Linked DNA regions of Mus musculus: all the other regions are linked to region 3. Evidence: chromatin contacts called from public HiChIP or PLAC-seq and promoter capture Hi-C data. All regions are on one chromosome and are shown on one strand. The core of a region is the stretch at or near the end of the contact, and the rest is flanking DNA. Distances in the headings are between cores, read along the strand shown.

Region 1 (2,724 bases), core at 138-2,637, 500 kb before region 3:
GAATAAACTAGGGAGGGGAGGGGGGTGCGAGAGGTGAAAGGCTGCGAGGGAAAAGGTTGGTCAAGAGTGAGAAGACGGACAGACAGCAGCTGGGAAGGGAGGAGATGGGGAGGAAAGAGGGGCTACAGGAGATTGGCCAAGGATGCTGAAGAGAGAAGACGGCAGGGAGGGAAAAGAAAACAGGCATCAGGCAGGAGGATGGAGGGGTCTGGTCAGGGCAGAAGCAAAGAGAGTGGAAGAGAAAAGGACGGTGGAGATCAGAGACGGGGAGAGAGTCATTGAGACAGATTAGAACACGGTGTTGAAGGCAAAATCAAAAAAGGAAGGGACGGGGACCGGAGGTGGGGGGTGGACAGAACAGCAAAGATGGAGGAGTTAGGAATTGTTTCTTGAAATTGAAAGAGATATGGAGACAGAGCTGGAGGCCAGGTGAAAGAGAAGGGAAAGGAAAGAGGCCGGGGGGCTTAGTGGGAGGAGGTTAGAAACGGGAGGAAAGAAATGGTAGCCGAACCAGTGGAGCGAATAAGGACTCGGCGACACCAGTGGCCCGCTACTCCAGGGCATACCTGCCCCTTCGTTGGCTACAACCCACCACCACCACCAATGTCAACTCCAGCCCCTTCACACACCCCGTACCCCTCTGTCACCCCCTCCAGGAAGTCCGCAGTCCCCAAGCTGGTGCGCCACCCCACCCCCTTCGCGCTCCTCACCGACCTGTTGTGCGCAGAAGACGAACTGGGGGTGGGGTGGGGGAACCGGGCCCCATCTCTAGCAGAGCCCCCCAATCCCGCCAATCCCACAGGCCTGCGCTCCCTGGATAGGGTTGGAAAGCGGTGCGAACCGGGAAAAATAAGGAAACGATCGGCCAAGGGATTTGGAGGGAGCACCCAGAGCGGAAAGGGGACCTGAGGCAGGAGGATGCCCGAAGCTGCAGGATGAGCTAAAGGCGGGATGGTGGCAGGCGCGGAGACGTTGACTGCTGCACCAAGAGGGTAGGATGGAGTCAGGACAGCGGAGGGATGGAGGGCACTGTGGAAAGGAGCTCTGGGAGACTGGAGGCGGCTGGAGACCGCGCCAGGAGGGGCGGGGGGCGAAGGACGCGGAGCTGGCACTGGGAGGGCAGAGTCTGCTCCCTACGGGTAGGGGCTTTGGGTCCCCCTCGCTCACCTGCATGCCTGGTGTGGCGGCGCGACGACTGCAGGCGCTCGGAGCTACGCGGGGCTGGGGGGTCGCAGAAACGGGTGGGGCGCCGGGCATGGTCGGGAGGTTTGGCTGGCAGCGAGGAGCTGGAGCCGGAGGGGGGCGGGCGCCCGGGGCGCGGGGCGGCGGCGGCGGCGGCGGCGGCGGGAGACGCTCGCTTCGGCTGGGCTCGGCTGGGCTCGGCCGGGCTCGGCTGGGTTCGGCGGGCGACTAGGACCACTTGGTCTCCGCCTCTCCTTCTCACGTCTGTAGGCCACGCACGACTTAACCCTTCGTTTGCTACGCTGCGAGCTCAGCTTTTGTCCAGGTGCAAGGTTGGGAAGAGGAGCAGGGATGGAGGGGGTTGGGGGGACGCAACCTCCTTTGGGTAGTGATGGTAAGCTTCCCCTCTACCTAAGCGCAGCTTCACAGACCTCATGATTTCTGACCCCCAAGCAGTCTGAGATTCTGAGTCATCCATACATTTGAGTCCCCAACTCTGGCAAAGGTGGAAAGGCAGCTCAAGACCGTGGGTGAGAGGACCAAAGAGGGGTGGGAGAGAAGACTGCATACGCAAATTGGAGTGCCCCCAGCAGATTAATTCCTCATTTCACTATGATCCTTCTTATAATTCATTCTCCCTGAAGCAACCCAAACAGTCCTTAAATGGTTCAAGACCATTTGCTATACTTAGCTTTTCCGAGACTCAGAATATCCAACACTCACTATGGCTCACAAGGAGGCCCCCGTAGATTCCTGCCTCTGGGTATCTCCAGCTTTCTTTCCTAAGGATTTCTTCGGCACAGCCTTAGTGCAGTTGGGGAATATTCCTAGACCAGAGGCACTAGAAGCCTGCCTCGGGGCTTTGCACCCTGCTGTTCCCTCTAGAAGTTTCTCCTTGTCTGTTCCCAAATGGTCTACACGGGCTCACTTAGATTCAGGCTTCTGAGTGCCCTTTTCTAATCTCTTAAAACTCCCTTGACCTGGGCCGTGGAGATGGCTCAGGGGACAAAGGTGCTTGCCACCAAGCCTGACTACCTGGGTTCTATCCCCAGGACCCACATGGTGGAAGGAAAGTTGTCACCAGACCCCTGAACAAGTGGTGTGACACATACACTAATTAGATGTAATAAAGAGAATTCTGGGGCTGGGGAGATGGCTTAGTGGTTAAGAGCACTGACTACTATGCTTCCAAAGGTCCTGAGTTCAAATCCCAGCAACCACATGGTGGCTCACAACCATCAGTAACGAGATCTGACTCCCTCTTCTGGAGTGTCTAAAGACAGCTACAGTGTACTTACATATAATAAATAAATAAATCTTTTTTAAAATTCCTTTGACCCTACCCATTCATACCTAACCCTTCTCCCTGCATGACCCCCCCCAACCCTGCGCCCCAAACTTCTAGGAAACCACACTTTCCTGGCTCCCCTCCAACCCTCTGGCTGTTCTTTACTGTCTTCCTCGGTTCTGACCTCGACATGTTGGCGCTCCTAGGGCTTAGTCCTTGGCCTTCTTTTCTTTCCACATTCTTTGTCCAGTGAT
Region 2 (2,700 bases), core at 169-2,668, 440 kb before region 3:
AACATCCCGAAGGGAGAGACAGCCCCAGCCTACAAGACGAGAAACTGAAGTTAGAACTACACCCTACCAACTGTATGTACCAAAGGAGGTCAGTGCCTCCGTTCCCCCCTTCCTTCTTTCCACAGGAGTCACACAGCCCCTTTCCCAGACTCCTGACCCCACTCGTCTGCCTCCCACGCAGGTCATGTCCCTTTAAAGCTGGTTGTAGGGCAAGAACTGCAGCATACTTAACTAATCACCCCAGGTCTCGATATGTTCCAACTGTTACCTGCATCCTGCGGCTGGCAGGCCTGGTTGCTGGCATGTTACCATCTGTGATGCTCAGGAAGGGGCTATATCCAAAGCCGCCTGACAACATGCGGCTCATGTGCTGACGGTGAATTGCGAAGGGGTCCCTGCGGAGTGAGCATACACTATAGAAGGCAGATTAACCCCCAGCCTTCTTCACCTCCCCGAAATGAAGTCAGGGTACACAGTGGCACGGATGCCGGCTTCCCTCTGAGAGCGGCAGCTGAGTATCCAGCTAATTCTAACTGGTTCCAGCCAAGGGAACCAACTCAAAGGTCTGCCTGAACTGCTCAGACCTGAATCCGAATGGGCTGAGGGCGCGAGGGGGAGGGAATTCTCACATCAGGAACATGGGATCCTCAGGCTCCACGTCCCTCATGAAGCGGAACATCGTGATCTCAGCTCCAGGGGGCTCCACACTGTGAAGATACGGAGGCTGTGTTTCCTGCAGGCGGCCAGGCTTATGCACACCAGCTCAGTGTTGCTACTCTTAAGGCTGCCTCTTGCATACACTATCACTGACCCCTCCAAACTCCAGGGAAGATCCTTCGCCAGGTGAGCCATATAACCTATGAGACCTGAGAGCCAGCAGCTCTCCAAGCCGGTCATGGAATTTTTCCCAAGCCTCTTAGTGGTGCCCCTCCACCCCCGCCCGCCATCCTCTCTTCCCCGAGCCACGGTCAGCTCCTCCTCCGACGCCAGACTCGATGAGAATCTCGAACGGCGGCCCGCCACCCCATTAATGACCCCCAACTACTCCGCCTTCTGCTGGCACTGGGCGCTACCAGGCCTCCCCGGGCAGGCCTCACTGCCCACCGATCCGGGCCGCCACTGCCCCAGCCCGTGCCTCCCGCCGGGCGAGCCGGAGAGGAAGGTCCACTCCCGGGATCGCATCCCTGCAGCCGTGCGGGCCGCGGCGCCCTGGCCTCACCGGTCCCCGACTCCGGCTCAGCGGCCCATCCGGCCGGCCTCTCCTCGGGGCGCTGCAGGAGCAGGGTCGCGGCCCGGGACGCAAGGATTGGTCCGCGCGGCAGCTTCTCGCCTCCCGCACCGCCTCCTGCCTTCGCCTGCCACCTCCGTACCCCCGCCCTCGGCCCGAGAAGCCGATCTTCGGTCAGGCCCGAACGGAAGTGACGTCACGACGGACGGCCCCGGGGGCGGGCTGCGGGAGCTCCGCCCACCTGCTTGGGAGGGAGGGCGGCGCGCGCGCCGTGGAGCCCCGGAGGGCGGGTCCTCTGGGGCGGGTGGGAGGTGTCATTAAGCTGGCTCGGGGATCTGGGGACAGGAAGAGGCTCCTGCAAAGGTGGGGGGGGGCGGAGCGGAATCGGGAGGGACCGGCTGAGCGCAACGTGGGGGCAGGGTGTGCCGCACCTTTTTTGCGGGGGGGGGGGGGGAGAGGCGGGCTGTCTGGGGGCGATCGGTGGGGCGGATCCCTGCGGGGACCTTTAAACACACTGCAGGAGGGGCGCTTAACCAGGGGAGCGCGTGGGCCTGTCCCTCTGGAGAGACGCTCGGGCGGGCGGTGTCCTCCGAGTGACGCAGAGAAGGAGGTGACAATTTAGCTCAGGTCTAGTTAAGCCTTGGAAAAGGCCAACCAGGGAAGGGAATCCAGGTTGGGAGTTTGGCCGCCAGAGGGCGATCCTGGGCCGGGCTGGATCCTTAGCTCCTTAGGACTCGGTGTTGGCTTAGGCTTCTGGACCACTCCAGGACCTGTCTGTGAAGGGTTGGCCTGGGCAAAGGCGTTAGTTCTGAAGTCTGTTTGCTTTTTGTTGTCGTTTTTTGGTTTTGGTTTTAGTGCTCAGGACCCAACTCAGGACCTTGGGCATACCAAGCACATGCCCTACCACTAAGCTATAGTCCAGTTCCTTTAGGTCGTAGGTCTTTAAAACTTTCTTTGTTCTGAGCAGGTAGATAGGTCAAGGGACTAAAGTTTAGAAGAATAAAGGGGTGGAGAGCTAAATTAAGCAGAATCACCCAGGGGTGGAGCTAAAAAGTAAGCCCAAGAGGGCTGACTCCAAAGCCAGAGACTGGTATTTTGACATACTAATTGTCTTGCACAAAATCTGGCTGAGCTGGAGAGAAGAGCCCTCCCCTTTGGGTCAGAGGATTTGAACTGTATTGGGTAGACTTTGACCCACAGAGATCCAAACTCAAAACTGTCCCAAGTTCTTTACTCTGGCTGTCAGCCACATTGGTACCGTGTGGAACCTGATCTGAAGAGAAAGGTTTATTCTAACCAACTCCCTGAGGGAAAAGGGTCAGTGGTTACTCAGGAAAAGATTGGGAGCAGAGACTCTCAGCTTCTTTCGATTTGATCATTGCTAGTGGGAAAAAAATAGTGCTAAGAGAAGAAACAGTGATATAGTTAACGTAAGCTGACAGATTGGCAAAGTGAAGCCAAAAAAAAAAAAA
Region 3 (2,700 bases), core at 192-2,691:
CTATGATTTAAAAGAACTCTTATTTTGAATAATGCCCTTGCTGTGATTTTGTGGCCTCTCATCCCAGGTGAACTTGATCGGTCTTCACTTGTTCTTCTGAGGGTGAACATTTGTCATTAATTACATCCAGTTTCCTAACTCAGTAGAGAAAGCACTCAACAAGGTCTAGCTAGGGAGGGTGAGATCCCGGGCCTTTGACAAGATTGTAGAGCAACAATATTTATGTGTCTCTTTGTAAGCTCTCAAAACTCAGGCTCTGCCCCGCAGCCGCCTTCTCTCAGAGCTTGGTGGGTCCCTGCGGATGCCTTGGTGGAACCCTTGGTGAGTTGCCAGGGACGGGTGGGAGGCTGTATACTGAGTGATCAGGCTGTAGCTAGGCCCTAGATCCTCTGACTTGGACACCTTATCTCTTCTCTAGATGGGTGGTTCAGAGCAGAGCTATCACCCACTGCCCATGGGAGGCTCCCTCCCCAGAGCCCCTGCAGCTCTCCACCCCCTTGTCCAGCTCACTGTGACAGAGTCGCCTTCACAGTCTGGGGATGGCTCCAGATCAAAGTCCTGGAAGGTCAGCCTCACAGCAAACCCCTCTGGAGCCTCGATGTCAGTGTGGCTCTCCTGGCCTTTGAGATATGGCTCTGGGTATCCAGGGGATGTCAGTTGCTGTGGTGACTGCTGGGCCAAAAGCACAGAGGCCTGTGTGGGGCAAGTATGGAGGATTCCCCAAAGGAGCCACCAGCACCTGTGAGTGAGCAGGGAAGACAAGGTGAGGTTATACAGCTCTACCAGAGGCTGTGTGTGTATGTTCTGTTGTGGCCAGAGATGATAAAGGCTCCGGAGGCTTAGGGACTAGCAGTTGTGTCCGTGGCCCCAGAGTGTTGGGCACTTCTGGATACCACTTTCCTGAACCGAGTCTGTGTAGGTTCCTATCTGGATTCCTCTGTAGCCCGATCTCCAAGACTGCGGGGTTTCTATCCTATGAAGACATTATTATGGCTCCTTTTCCTTTGTGAGTCTAACCCAGATGGCTTCCTGCCTCAGCCTTTCCTAACCCCCTCCTGGAGTACAAGTTAGGGTCATTTAAATAATTCCTGGCTCAGAGCACTGAACAGGCAAATTCAGTTAGTTCCCTCTGGGTCATCTGTCTACCCTCCGCCCCTCCCTGCCCCCCCACCCGGCCGTGTGTGTGTGTGTGTGTGTGTGTGTGTGTGTGTGTGTGTGTGTGTGTGTGTGTGTGTATACTTATGTAACCCCATGTCCTGCCTTCCTCCCTTCCTTTCTCCCAGCCCCTTTCTTTCTCCAGGGCCCTCTATGGTGCAAACTCACATCTTGCTCATGCAGCTTGTGGTGGGAGAACTCCATAGGCTGTTCTCCAGCTCTGGGACCAGGCCTCTGAACCCTGACATCTGGAACTGGCTAGAGTGCTTGGCTCAGGCCAGGGAGTAGGAGGTGGGGCTAGAGGAGGCCCTTTAGGGAGAAGGCAGAAGTTACTGGAAATGAGTTGAGACTCTGGGTGCAGGTCTGCCACCTGCTGACAGACTCAGGAATAGCTCTCACCATAATTGAAAGGAAAGACCTTTAAAACACGTGAGAGAGCAGAGTATGTGCACATGTACACATATGTACACATGACCTTTGGCTCTTTGCTTTTTTTTAGGGGGATGGGAGCTGAGATAGTCTTGCAAAACCTGGACTGGGCCTCCAGCTTGCTATTAGTGGAGGCTCTGCCTCCTCTCTAGCATTAGAATTACACCACACCTAGATCTTGGTTGTATTTTTGAAACAGGGTCTCACTTTGTAGCCCAGGCTGTCCTAGAACTCACTCTGCAGACTAGACTGGGCTCCAAATCATGCCAATCCTGCCGCCTTAGCCTCCAGAGGGCTGGGATCACAAGGACTTGCATACCCAGTTCTTCTGGAATATTATTAACTATATGTTTGTATCGTGGCTTGTGTGACACTTCTTATGACTCTACTGCTGCCTTTAATGAACTAATCTCTCCTCCCCCCTCATTTACCCCAGCAGTCTGCCTCTTGGAGAACTTGAAGTGTGTGACTCAAGAACCCCCGAGTCTTTCTTTCCTCTCCTTCTTGGTCAAGAACCAGTGAGTTCGGGCTGGAGAGATGGCTCAGCGGTTAAGAGCACTGACTGCTCTTCCGGAGGTCCTGAGTTCAAATCCCAGCAACCAGATGGTGGCTCACAACCATCCTTAATGAAATCTGACGCCCTCTTCTGGTGTGTCTAAAGACAGCTACAGTGTACTTACATATAATAGTAAATACATTTTTGGGCCGGAGCGAGCAGAGGTCTTGAGTTCAATTCCCATCGACCTCATGATGGCTCACAACCATCTGTGCACTCATATACATAAAATAAATAATAAATCTTTTTTTAAAAAAAGAAGGGGTGAGTTCATGCATTTTGTCATTTTGAGTCCCTACCACAACATCTGGAGGCTCCTCATATAGCAGGCTGTGGTCCATCCCCAGGAATCTCTGAATCCCTCGGGACTCACCTCAGCTGTCAACCCAAGCTGTAAGGTTAATCATATCAGGAGTCACAGCGTGAGTGAGAGGATTTTTCCCTGCACCCCCTGCCAAGGGAAGACACACACCCGTGGCTTGGTGAGCGTGGGAGGGTTAAGGATGCAGAGGTGAGCATGGGGGTGGTTAGGGAGCACAGGCAGAGGTGAGTGTGGGAGG
Region 4 (2,898 bases), core at 386-2,885, 350 kb before region 3:
GCTTGGGTGACTGAGATAGCCCAGGAGAGGTGGATAAAGGAGACTGAACCACACTTCTCCCCATTCCCAGGAGTGGACAGAAGCCAAAGAGCTGCTGCAGGAGGAAGAGGAGGAAGAAGAGGAGGAAGACATTCTCAGCAGAGACCCTTCCCCAGAACCCCCAAGTCACAAGCTTCAGCGAGTCCAGGAGAAAGCTGGGAAGCCCCGCCGGGTCCGGGTCCGAGAGGAACTGTGAATGGCTGAGCCTGCTTCTCAGGATCAGGCCACTCAACTTGGGAAGGAACTGATGAGAAGGCTCTGGAGGATATCAGGAACATAGTAGCATGCCAAGTCTACCATCTCGGGGACTTACAAGGGCTACCAGACCCTGGACTCACAAGCTTGCTACACAGACTTAGCCTACAGCACATCAGGCCCGGGAGCCAGGTCTGGCCCCAGCTGAGGGACCTGCAAGGTCCCCAGGACAGACAAAAATCACTATGCCTCCCTGAAAGGCAGGCATGTGGAGGAGTGCAGAGCAACTGCTTCTAATAAGAAACACACAGAGGGGCTGGAGAGATGGCTCAGCGGTTAAGAGCACTGACTGCTCTTCTGAGGTCCAGAGTTCAAATCCCAGCAACCACATGGTGGCTCACAACCATCCGTAATGAGATCTGGCGCCCTCTTCTGGGGCGTCTGAGGACAGCAACAGTGTACTTACATATAATAAATAAATAAATCTTTAAAAAAAGAAAAAGAAAAGAAAAGAAACACACAGAGGAGACAGTCCCATCCTCTCCCAACCTGTGCAATAAATAATGATCATGAGGCTCTCCAGCCAAGGCCTGGTCTGCTCTATCCCAGTTTTGGTGGCTGCTGGAGGTGGGGTTGGTTAGAACTGGCCTGGGTGGGGACAGGTGGTGTCTTGGGGCCTCTCAGAGGTGGAGCCATGACAGCCCAGTGATTTGTCAGGGAAATCTCAGCCACCTGCTGCTTCATGCAAATAGACCCCCCCCGCACCCCCCCTCCCGGTGCCCCATCGCCGCTGCCACCACCACCACTGCCACTGCCACAGCCACAGCTGCTCCGTGAGCCTCCAACTCTAAGCCATGCCATCCCTCCCTCTGGCTCCTATCTTCACAGTCCACTAAGACCCTGGGAGTCATGTGTGGATGCATGAGGACAGACCCCAGCCGAGAAGCAGGACACAGAGCTCTGTTCTCTTTTGTAGTCATTTCTTTGCCCACAACACAGGGGCACATGGGCCCAGCTCCCCCCACCCCCATCTCCCTGTCAACTCCCCCAACTAGGATCAGGCCCAAGGGCAGCTGGTCGGGGCTTGTCGAGAAAAGGGATTATCCTGCTCAGCCCATCTAATCTCAGCTTCTGCTTGGACCCTCCCCACCCCTCCCCACAGCCCTCAACGAGGAAGCATGGTTTGTAGTGTTGACAACAGGGTCATCTGTCACCCTCCTGTTCTGGCTCCTGGCCCGCTTGCTGAACAAGGCCAAGATCATGACCACAGGTTGGGGCTAGGGCCTGGGGAGGTCACTGGAGCTATGACTGCTCCTGTTCTACTTCCCCAAACGCAACCAGTAATCCTCACGGCTTGTCTCTGATCCGTGGGCTGATGCTCTTATCTCTGCTGGCGGACTGACCGTGGAAGCACCCCTCTATCCCCACCCCCCTTCTTGTGGCTGCATAAGAGGGGTGCTGCTCTTCTCTGGTCCACGGGCCTGTTTCCCACCCCTCCAGGCTGACCTGTCTCTGGAAGCCACATACCTCCCCTCCCTGGCCTCTCCCCCACCCCTGCCAGCTGATTTCATTTGCCTGGCGTGGTTGTTGCTGGCCTTACCCTTCCCTGTCATTCCCCCCTCCCTCTCAGTCAGGGCCAGGCCAGGCCAGCTCCTCTGGCAGCAGAGGGGGGCAGGTGACAGGCAGGCATCGCAGCTGAGACAGTGAGGAGGCGCCCGGGAAGCGGAAACCTGGGAGAAGTCCAGCCAGAGCCCAAGTAAGAGGGAGCTGGCCGGCTCTACCCTCTGGGATCGGGGGCCCATGGGGAGGGCTCAGGCAGGGCTGGGGTTGATACCCAGGAGGGAGAGCCCCCCATCACAGGAGTAGGGCAGGATGGAAAGAACAGAAACATGGTCTGACGGGGACCTATTTCATGTCCCTGGCAGGAGCCGGAACTACCCCTCGACCTGTGCACCATGGGGGAGATGGAGCAGCTGAGGCAGGAGGCGGAGCAACTCAAGAAGCAGATTGCTGTAACCCCAGAGCCCTCGTCCTGGGGACCTTGGAGAACAGAACTCAGGACACGTGGGAGTGTGGCCTGGGAGGGATTGGGTTCACTCTTGGGTGACACTTTAGACACCTCTCATCTAGAAGGGTTCAGAGACTTTAAATCCAGACCTCACATTTGAAACCACCTCCCAACTGCAGAGCCCCATGCCCTCCCATATGTGAGGCGCATATGCATGCCCCCTGCCCTAGCACAGCCTCCCTGATGCCCACTTTCCCCGCAGGATGCCAGGAAAGCCTGTGCGGACATCACTCTGGCTGAGGTGAGACCTTCTGCCCATCTGAGGCAGGGCATGATAGGAGGGGAGGGGACTGAGCAAGGACTTCAGGACCAGCAACATATTGCTGCCTGAGCTTTTAGCACATCCTGTCCTTGAAGGGAGGAAAGACATTCATGAATTAATTCAACAAACATCCATTAAGATCTGCTCTGGGCCAGCCATTATATTGGATACGGAAGACATAGACTGGCCTTCACCCTGAACAGTGATGGGGGTAGGGCGAGCAGGACTTCTCTTAGACTCAAACTGGCAGCTGTCTAAAGTGACATTTCATTGATTTTAAGATGCATGCTTTCTCACAGAGCTTTCTAAAGTCGAGATGCATCTAACAATACAT

Evidence for each region. Promoter capture Hi-C pulls out the DNA fragments that hold promoters and counts their contacts. HiChIP or PLAC-seq counts read pairs in DNA pulled down with a chosen protein or histone mark.
Region 1: a FOXA1 HiChIP or PLAC-seq map of pancreatic cancer cells shows a contact between it and region 3. The contact joins the promoter of Pianp here to the promoter of C1rl in region 3. A contact is called at or near these places in 2 of 39 promoter capture datasets (liver and maxillary cranial neural crest), 1 of 115 datasets of contacts at active chromatin or transcription factors (pancreatic cancer cells) and 1 of 9 other capture datasets (pancreatic islet).
Region 2: an H3K27ac HiChIP or PLAC-seq map of microglia shows a contact between it and region 3, with 7 times the contacts expected there. The contact joins the promoter of Mlf2 here to the promoter of C1rl in region 3. A contact is called at or near these places in 5 of 39 promoter capture datasets (the 3T3-L1 cell line, 3T3-L1-derived adipocytes, the C10 cell line and 2 more), 2 of 484 Hi-C or Micro-C datasets (the N1E-115 cell line and embryonic stem cells) and 2 of 115 datasets of contacts at active chromatin or transcription factors (microglia and pancreatic cancer cells).
Region 4: a contact with region 3 is called in a promoter capture Hi-C map of hematopoietic stem and progenitor cells, with 2.6 times the contacts expected there. The contact joins the promoter of Gnb3 here to the promoter of C1rl in region 3. A contact is called at or near these places in 10 of 39 promoter capture datasets (the 3T3-L1 cell line, 3T3-L1-derived adipocytes, the C10 cell line and 7 more), 1 of 15 datasets of contacts at CTCF or cohesin (the NIH/3T3 cell line), 3 of 484 Hi-C or Micro-C datasets (the N1E-115 cell line, embryonic stem cells and pro-B cells), 3 of 115 datasets of contacts at active chromatin or transcription factors (embryonic stem cells and pancreatic cancer cells) and 2 of 9 other capture datasets (adipose tissue and embryonic stem cells).

Annotation. Positions count from the first base shown.
Region 1 is chr6:124,995,383-124,998,106 of GRCm38.p6, reverse strand. Pianp (PILR alpha associated neural protein) reads right to left here and starts at 1,387. Exons shown (of 6, transcript NM_175696.4): 1 at 1,168-1,387. It also overlaps a transcript of Cops7a not described here.
Region 2 is chr6:124,930,106-124,932,805 of GRCm38.p6, reverse strand. Mlf2 (myeloid leukemia factor 2) reads right to left here and starts at 1,418. Exons shown (of 9, transcript NM_001170341.1): 1 at 1,220-1,418; 2 at 630-707; 3 at 269-395; 4 at 1-29. The coding sequence starts at 679.
Region 3 is chr6:124,491,854-124,494,553 of GRCm38.p6, reverse strand. C1rl (complement component 1, r subcomponent-like) reads right to left here and starts at 1,441. Exons shown (of 6, transcript NM_181344.5): 1 at 1,324-1,441; 2 at 511-739. The coding sequence starts at 1,403. Gm44096 (a long non-coding RNA gene) reads left to right here and starts at 152. Exons shown (of 3, transcript XR_003956364.1): 1 at 152-321; 2 at 419-763; 3 at 2,024-2,401.
Region 4 is chr6:124,839,012-124,841,909 of GRCm38.p6, reverse strand. It overlaps Gnb3 (guanine nucleotide binding protein (G protein), beta 3), which reads left to right and starts at 1,635. Exons shown (of 10, transcript NM_013530.1): 1 at 1,635-1,990; 2 at 2,160-2,246; 3 at 2,505-2,543. The coding sequence starts at 2,190. P3h3 (prolyl 3-hydroxylase 3) reads left to right here. Exons shown (of 15, transcript NM_013534.5): 15 at 71-821. The coding sequence ends at 235.